3 separate regions of the Mus musculus genome follow, and all the other regions are linked to region 3. Evidence: chromatin contacts called from public Hi-C and Micro-C data. All regions are on one chromosome and are shown on one strand. The core of a region is the stretch at or near the end of the contact, and the rest is flanking DNA. Distances in the headings are between cores, read along the strand shown. Region 1 overlaps Zfp277 (zinc finger protein 277). Region 2 overlaps Dock4 (dedicator of cytokinesis 4). Region 3 holds the start of Dock4 (dedicator of cytokinesis 4).

Evidence for each region. A called contact is a pair of places that touch in the nucleus more often than the background predicts.
Region 1: a Hi-C map of the N1E-115 cell line shows a contact between it and region 3, with 2.0 times the contacts expected there. The contact joins the enhancer-like site here to the promoter of Dock4 in region 3. A contact is called at or near these places in 7 of 39 promoter capture datasets (the 3T3-L1 cell line, 3T3-L1-derived adipocytes, the HPC-7 cell line and 2 more), 2 of 484 Hi-C or Micro-C datasets (the N1E-115 cell line and embryonic fibroblasts), 4 of 115 datasets of contacts at active chromatin or transcription factors (embryonic stem cells, intestinal crypt epithelium and stem cell-derived neural progenitor cells) and 3 of 9 other capture datasets (adipose tissue, liver and pancreatic islet).
Region 2: a contact with region 3 is called in a Micro-C map of trophoblast stem cells, with 2.5 times the contacts expected there. The contact joins the enhancer-like site here to the promoter of Dock4 in region 3. A contact is called at or near these places in 5 of 39 promoter capture datasets (the 3T3-L1 cell line, 3T3-L1-derived adipocytes and liver), 19 of 484 Hi-C or Micro-C datasets (CD4 T cells, CD8 T cells, bone marrow-derived macrophages and 9 more), 10 of 115 datasets of contacts at active chromatin or transcription factors (the SCID.adh cell line, astrocytes, bone marrow-derived dendritic cells and 6 more) and 3 of 9 other capture datasets (adipose tissue, liver and macrophages).

What each region holds. Positions count from the first base shown.
Region 1 is chr12:40,334,402-40,337,101 of GRCm38.p6, reverse strand. Zfp277 (zinc finger protein 277) reads left to right here. Exons shown (of 12, transcript NM_178845.3): 5 at 1,727-1,818. Among named protein-coding and RNA genes, the nearest start is that of Gm40403, 88 kb to the right of the region's middle. Within about 2 kb of position 1,346, at least 13 of the 459 cell types and tissues checked have an H3K27ac peak or open chromatin away from gene starts, as enhancers often do. A contact at or near this core is called in the N1E-115 cell line, where this site is marked.
Region 2 is chr12:40,511,226-40,513,925 of GRCm38.p6, reverse strand. The region is part of intron 1 of Dock4 (dedicator of cytokinesis 4); the gene reads right to left. Among named protein-coding and RNA genes, the nearest start is that of Dock4, 67 kb to the right of the region's middle. Within about 2 kb of position 1,440, at least 16 of the 459 cell types and tissues checked have an H3K27ac peak or open chromatin away from gene starts, as enhancers often do. A contact at or near this core is called in trophoblast stem cells, where this site is marked.
Region 3 is chr12:40,444,704-40,447,403 of GRCm38.p6, reverse strand. Dock4 (dedicator of cytokinesis 4) reads right to left here and starts at 1,351. Exons shown (of 53, transcript NM_172803.2): 1 at 1,010-1,351. The coding sequence starts at 1,046. Zfp277 (zinc finger protein 277) reads left to right here and starts at 1,614. Exons shown (of 12, transcript NM_178845.3): 1 at 1,614-1,738. The coding sequence starts at 1,645. It overlaps Gm40406 (a long non-coding RNA gene), which reads left to right and starts at 1,745. Exons shown (of 2, transcript XR_872699.3): 1 at 1,745-2,700.

The sequences.
Region 1 (2,700 bases), core at 97-2,596, 110 kb after region 3:
AATAAATATACACTGGGAAAGTTTTGAAAAGGGATCAGAACTATAAAGAGGAACAAGAGATTTGGGACAAAGGGAGAGTGAGTGTACTAAACTTGAAAATAATTAGCAGTTATATATACTGTTATATAGACTACATGAGATTGTCCTGGAACCAAAGTATTAGAGAACAGCCTGGTTTGGACACTTTACTAACCAGTCATAGTCTTCCTCTATTGCCCTTTTTACCCAATGCTGCCTCTAATTTACTATCCTGTAAATGAGGTTAGCCATATTACTTTAGCTACTTTTTGGTTGTGCAATTAAGATTCCAATAACAACTTAATTCTGGTCAGTGAAAAACCTGTTATGGCTTAGTATCACTAGGGTACTGACTCATCAAATCCATCACATTGAATCAAAATGAAGACAATGTTATGCTAAGTAAGATTTTTCTCTTAAAGCATCAGGATTAGTATTGTCACAGGCTTGAGAAATGTGCATTAAAGTGTTTTGTTTTGTTTTGTTTTTTAATGGGAGTTTGCAGGAATCACACTGGATCTTGATGAACGTGTAATAATTTGTAAAAGAGAGAAGCCAAGGAGAATACTGACCTCCCAGAGAGACATTGAATAGGGCCGCCCTGACTAGAGCAGAACCTAGCAGAACATTATAAAACCATTTCAGTTGCAGCCCAACACGATAATTGTACATAGAAGCACGTTTAGTAAATGGTTCTCTCCCTTTGATGGAAGTATATTGCAAGGATTGCAATCATGGTAACTCTGATATTTATTTATAGTCATTTCATAATAATTCAACAAAATCTGGGCTCGGGGTAATGTTATTAGAGATAGTGGGGAAATGATCAGAACTTGATTACAAACTGAATAGAGGTTTAAGAATAAGAGCAATCCAAGAACCAGGTAGCAGATTCTACTCTGATGGGAAGCGAGGACAGGAAACGCCTGACACAGCCAACAGAAAGGTCTGGAAGATCTTCCCTCACTGGCTCAGAGTTGCATCCATTGCCATCCATTGCCATGTGACTCCCACGGCCTACTGTGACGTGCAGACTTAGTGTTCCTTTTCTTTACTGACAATAGATGTCGTTCATACATCTTATTCTGATTATGGCTTCCCCTCCCTCAATTCTCAGATCTTGCCCAGTTCACCACTCACCCAAATGCACACTGCTTCTCTTTCATTAAAATATAAACAAGCATCTGAAAAACCAATAATATGATAAAATAAAAACAAATCCGATTAAAACAAAATAAACAAGGTGAAAAGGAGTGGAAGAAAGCACATGAAACACCTAGAGATGCCTGGACTCACAGAGTCACACACAGTCACACACACACAGTCACACACAGAGTCACACACAGAGAAAACCTAGAGAAACAAAATCAGAAGTCATAATGCACAAGCAAAAGACCTATATTGGTAAAAAAAAAAAAGTTCAGACAAAACAATGTGAGACAAAATACTTCCAAAAATACCATTGAGTTGGTTTTCTGTTGGCCACATACTGCTGGCCATAGGCCTGCCCTTGATGAGGTTCATGGTCCAGTGAGACTCCCTTGGAGTGTTTCAATGCCCAGACAAGAACAAAGAAATCAGAAGTATGAGCAACCTTACTGCATGACCTTTGTACTCTTACACTCTCATCTAGACTGGCGCTGCTTGGTGACTAATTGCTTAGTACAGATATTAAAGATAAACTCATAAGTCCTTTTATAATTTACAGAAAGAAGTTCTGGATCAGCAACAGCGAGAGCGAAATGATACAAGCTTTCATGGTGTGTGCATGTTTTGCAGTGAGGAATTTCGCGGAAACAGGTTTGCCATTCTATAACATTCCTTCTTTTTTTTTTTTTTTAAAGATTTATTTATTTTTTAGAAGTAAGTACACTGTAGCTGTCTTCAGACACCCCAGAAGAGGGCATCAGATCTCATTACAGATGGTTGTGAACCACCATGTGGTTGCTGGGATTTGAACTCAGGACCTTCAGAAGAGCAGACAGTGCTCTTAACTGCTGAACCATCTCTCCAGCCCTATCCTCAGCCCTGTGGACCAGTATATCAACTCTGTATTAAAGGGTTTTTTACTTGGGTTGGAGCAAACCTCGACGTTACATTGGATCACAACTCATGTTAGCCGTCATTCTGTAGCCATTTTGGGTCTTTTATGGGCATTCACATAGCCTTACACTTGAGTATGGTCTTCTACTCCCCTGTATCCCATAACTTCTCAAAGGCTTCATAAGATATCTTACTCCCAGATTGTCTTAGATGGTTATCTAGTATACTATTTGCCACAAATGATGCTTTTCTCAAGCAGTTGTGATATCTTAAAAACAGAAAAAGTTTTTAACTATTTGAGCATTTGGGACAAATGCTCAGGGCATGAGATTTGGTTCAAATAAAAGCCAGCTTTGTGAGGAGAGCTTGGACAGCTCCTGCCAGGCAGGGTCAGTAGTGACAGACTCTAGGGATGGCCACTCCCTCCAGTGGCTGTGAGGCTGCTGGTATGAAAGCTAGAGACCATTAACAGTGAGTGAGATGGAGAAGGCCGATTAAGACACCACGAAGCTCACTACTCCTGCCTACGCTGAGTCCTTTTTCTCAAACAAGCACTTTGAGTTATTGTGAATTTCTAGGCTGATAGAACTAAGTTGTTTTGTCCGTGCCGGTGTCAGGGAGGGGCAACAGCACAGAGCT
Region 2 (2,700 bases), core at 191-2,690, 66 kb before region 3:
ACCGAAACATAATGGTTCTAACATGCAAGAACAATATAGCGTGATGTTTTGTTTTTCTGCCTAAGCAAAGCTGGTAGATTCTTAGGAAAAGTAGAACTAATGAAGTGATGAATTACATCACTACCCTAAACAATACAGAAATACTAGAACAATCTCATTAAGCATATTCCCCAATCATATCTGTTTTTGATTCAATCTCTCTCAAAACTAATCTGTCATCAAAAAATAAATTTAAACCATGTTTTTAATGTGGTGAGTATGGAAAACAGTTTAATGTTCAGGGTGTATGTAAAAATACGTGTCCTACCAAAAGGAACCAATAATTCTTGATTTAAATTTAACAGCCTATTCACAGTGGCAGTAAAATATTAATGGCACTGCAAAGCTGAATTTACTCAGGCAGTAATTCACAGTATCTGAAATACAGTCTTTATTTTATGTTGAGTCATTATATCAGTAAAAGGTACCAAAAAATAAATCTATTTGACTTCCAGTATTTTATACAATAAATTGAGCCATTTCTTCCAGTGTCAAGTTAGCTTTGAAATACATGGGCTTATAACAGTGAAAACCCACACAGCATCAAGGAAATGACAAGCCATCTGCCATAAATATGTCTTAAAACTAACAAATGCGATCCTGTCCCTTCTTGTGTTGGAGATGTCTTCTGCTCTTTGAGATAATCTAAAGCTCTCAGCATGAGATGAATGCTGCATGCCGGACAAGATCAATTCCCTTTCAGCCGTCAAGGTTATTGTAAAATGCGCTCAAGCTCGTGACTGATCAGTTTGAGTTGCACAAACAGAACACCCAAGTATATGCAGCCAAGTGACCCCCTGAATACCATGGTAGGGCAACAGAAACCAGTACGCCAGAGGAGTCTGGAGTGTCAATTTGACAGACACAGGTTATTCTCCAGTTGAGCGACTTAGTTACCCATGGCTTCCTTAGACAAAGAAGAAATAATCCATTTTAAGTTGTGTGCTTCCCGAGCATAGCAATTATGTTTTATTTCTCCTTAGTATCTTCAACCCCTAACACAGTAATTCTTAATGAATGAGCTTGTTTTTTTTTTCTACTACATAACTAATTAACAGAATGAATGCATACACGCAAGATACAACACAAGAAATTGCTAATATACTATTAGGGCCATTCGTGCACTTCTATTTATTGTAACATTTATTAGGCGCCTGAAATGAGACAAGTTTGGTGCCAACTGGTGGACGGCAGCATGCCATGATCCCTGCTCTTAAACATGTAACGGGGCAGCTGTACATCCATCCACAAGACACAGGAGAAAGGGGAGGAGAAAGAACAAAGAAAAGCTGTAACAACCTTCAGGGTTCCAACTAATCTAGTGGCATAGGGCTGAAAAGATATAAATCCCATCCCTGGAAAGAGACCAGTGTCCCTATGTGGGCAGCATCCAGGATCTGAAGGTAAAAGGCCAAGGCAGACAAAAGACCCTTCATATGATCATTATCAGCGCAGGCCTGAGACACTGTCAGCATCTCATTTTGGAAAGATTTATTAATATCTCTGTTGAGGGCTAAGATAAAAGGGGGTGGGAGGTGGGGAGGATGGCAGTTCTCAGACCATCAGCAAAGTGGTAGGCTTCCAGCCACAGCAGCATGTGACTTTGATGGGATCTCTTAAATCCATGTAAACTGGCTCCCTATTTGGGAGCTGCAGGTCATTTTCTCTACGGTCGCTTAGTAACTACAGAGAACCCTGAAGAGGCTTCTGCGGCAGTTTCAAAGGCACAGATCAGCTTGAACTCAGGCCCAATACAATTACAGAAGCACAGACTACCATCCCCAAAGGCTTTCTAGGCATCATGAACAAAAGAATGGAATTTAACTGGGAAAAGCCGGGATGATAAACAGGACATTTGGCCATCCGGGCCTTATGGAGGCTCTCACAAAGGATGTGATGTTAAAAATAGAATGAGCAAACATTCGTGCAGAGATGGTATCTGGAAACAGCACAAAGCCTGCTGACATCCCTGCCTTGAAAACACCTTATAGGAAGAAACTGACATGCACAGAATGTATACTGCACGTGGCAAGGCAGAGACACTATGCATGAACTAGAGATAAACGTCCTTCATTCTAGCAAGCTTACCTCCATACAGTACCCATGCTGATAGAGTAGGAGAACAGGACCCAGGCAGAAAGATCACTAAAGAACCAACAGAAGCTTCACTAGCCATAGGACCACTAACACATGGCTTATTTCCCTTGGATACCTGGCCCAGGGTTTGACACACTAATCCTCCCTGCAGGATTCCCTAAGTGAGGTTCATATACCTGTCCTTCCTCTGTGGGGAGTTACCAACTTGACCCCTGAATGGTACTTACCCATAAATGGAAGCAAGAAATTAGCGACTCAGTACTCAGATACCTTAGAATGTAGAAGTCCAAATTCCAGGATCATAACCAACCACTGAATTCTTTATTTCAGTCCTCCTGAGATAGTCAGCCTTCCGGCAGACTGAATCCAAGAATTTATGGTTAAGATAACATAGCTGCTCAGGTATTTGGGGGGGGGGGGCTACGGGACTACATAGGTGGTGGCACTATATGTGGCTGGGAGCCACATGGCCTCTCATAAGCTGATGCCTTCTCAGGCATTATTATTCTCAGGAAAATGAGAACCAAGGTAGAGTTGAGGACTGAGGAAACTATCTCTCTCTGT
Region 3 (2,700 bases), core at 102-2,601:
TTCGGGCTTGTCAGTGAGCCTGGCTTCTTAATAGTCTCAACCCTAAAAGGAGTGACTGTCAAAGGGGGAGGGGGGTACCCAGCTGAAATCAAACAACAAAAACGGGAACTGTAATCCTACCGACAAGGGAGGAGGGAAGGGAAGGGAGCCTCCTGTATTCATCAGTCAACATTAATGGTCTTTGTTGTTCACCTTTGCACAGAACAGTGAATGCTATCCTGTTCCTTTTTCTCTCAAATCAGTGCCAGGGTAGTCCTCTCCTAAAGCTGCCTGCCAGCCTCTAAGAGCCAGGCTTTCTGACCCTCCTCTCCCTCGTCACTTTCCAGCCGGCCTCTATGACCCCCACTGCGCTCATTCCCTGGTAGAGAAGGTGGCCAGAAGTAAAAACCCTGCCAAAATCTCGGTTCCCCTCCAAGGACCAAAGAGCGCAGGAGCACAGATGTTGAAATTTACCAACCCCCCTGCTCGCAACACACACCCCAAACACCCGGGAGGCGAGGGAGGAAGGAGGCTACGTCCCGACTCCGTCTGTCACAGGGGCTACACTCTGCACTCTGGGAATGCCGACCCCAGCCGCAGGGACTTCGCGCCTCCCTACTGTTTGGGAGTATTCTAGCAGCCGGTTCCTGGTCTCCCTCATCACCCCGGGAAATCTTAGCAGCCCACTGCCAGCTCTCTGCCGCTGTGGGCCAGCAGGGGTAGAAGGGAGAGAAACCCTGTTGGCTTCCCCTTCCAACTTGACACGCAACACGCCCCGCGGCCGCTCCAAACTCCGCCAGCCAGCAGAGACCGGAGCGGCAGTCCGGACGTTCTGGGATCGGGTTCGAGGAGCGCCGAGTGCACGGTGAGGAGCGAGCCCCCCAGTGCTCGCCCCTCAGCCGGAGGCCGGTGCGGCCAAGCCCGGGACCCGCTGTGCAATGCCAAGACCTGGCATTTGCAGCCTGGAGCGGAGCGAGCTGCGTGGGGGCAAGGACCAGAGCGTGGTAAAAGTTCGCCCGCGAGCACTCACCCACGCCGTATTTCTCGTGCTCCGTAGGTATCCACATGGCTATGAAGGGCGTTGAGGGGCTCCGGGCTGTGCAATCCCCGCGCCCCTCCAGTGGCTCACAACAATGCACCGCTCCCGAAGAGCAGCTGTGTCGCTGGAGCACAGCGGATCGCGCGGGCTGCGGCGCTGGGCAGGGTCTGCTCCCGGGGCTCCGGAGCCGGCACTGACACTACACCGCCGAGGCGGAGCCGCCCGCCGCTCTGCCGGCCGCGGCTGCTCACAGCCCTGCGACGCGCTCCCGGGGACCCGGCGGCGCAGTCATTGTTCTGATTCACTGAACTAAGCGAACACGCCGGGGCACTCGCGGGCGCACCCCCGCCCGTCAGCGCCCGTCCAGCGCTGCCTACCCACTGCCTCGCGGCATGCTGGAAGTTGTAGTTCTTACGCTCCCGGCTCCGGAAGGAGGCGGGACTACAGCGGTTGGGGGCGGGGCACCTAGTTAGGCTCGCCACAATCGATTGGTCCAAAATGTGACGGCACAGCATAGGCGTGTAGGAACTCCCTCAGTGAGGCGGCATGCGACCCCAGGCGCGTTTTTATTGGTGTATCACCGCTCCGCCCCGCCTACGGCCCGCCCCTTTCTACTGTGCCAGGTAATGGCTGCTAGTGAGGTCCAGGGGCTTCCTGTGGACCCCCGGGAGGCTGGGGTCCGCGGGGTCCGCGGCGGAATCGGACACACAGATCATGAAGGTGAGTGTGCTGTCCCTTAGGCGCGGGTGATCTGTCTTCCTTCTTCTGTGCCCGAGGTGCAGCTGGCAGCCGCTCAAACCTTTGAAGCTGGTCGGCTGGGAGACCACCTTGGTGCCAGGGAAAAAGCCGCGGGCGGGACCCAGAGATATGGGTTGGGCAGACGGAGGTTGCCAGGCTGAAGCTGTTTTGGGGTGGGAGCAGAAAATGTGAAGAGCTGCCTTCCCGGCCTCTGAGAAAGCTCCTTTGCTGTCTTCCGGTTTGGAATTCTGTGCTTTGCACTTGCCGCCAAGTGGGTGTGGGTCAGGTCTGGGTTGCACACGTGTGACTGTAAAGCTGTGATTAGCCGCTATTTCCTGACTTGTAGCCCTCGCTCTCCCCGGTTTGCTGAATTTGGCTCTGGGAAGGTGTTTTATGTAGTTTGGGACCGGTTTCCAAGTTGGAGACTAGTCACGTCACGGCTCTCTAATACTTATTTGCTGGTTGCAGGTTGTAGTCCTCTTCAAAAGGAAAGGATGTGTGTGTCTCAGGTATCATTTGGCCCTGTAGCCTGGGAGATGTTACATTCTAAGAGAAAGAGAAAAGAGAATTAAATTCACTCCAGCCCTCACAGAATATTTAAAATAGGGTTTTAAAATTCATCACAGCTACTTTGTATCAACCTGACTTTGCTGCTTTCTTCAGTTCCACTGTAGAGACCAAAAGTCAAACTTTCATCATAGACTACCTTTTCTTTTGGTCGCGCTCCACTCCCCACCCATTTTGTTTAAGTGTTAATTTTGGGGGTTAATTTGGGTTCTCAGTCCTTGTTGATGTTTTTTCCATTTAACCTTCACAGCTTTTTATCTCAGTAGCAGGGAAATAAAAGTGCAATTTCTTCCCACTTTCCATGAGTGAGATTCCTATCAATGGGTTTGCCATATATCCCGTACTTATGTTTTTCCAGATCACCAAAATTCCACATT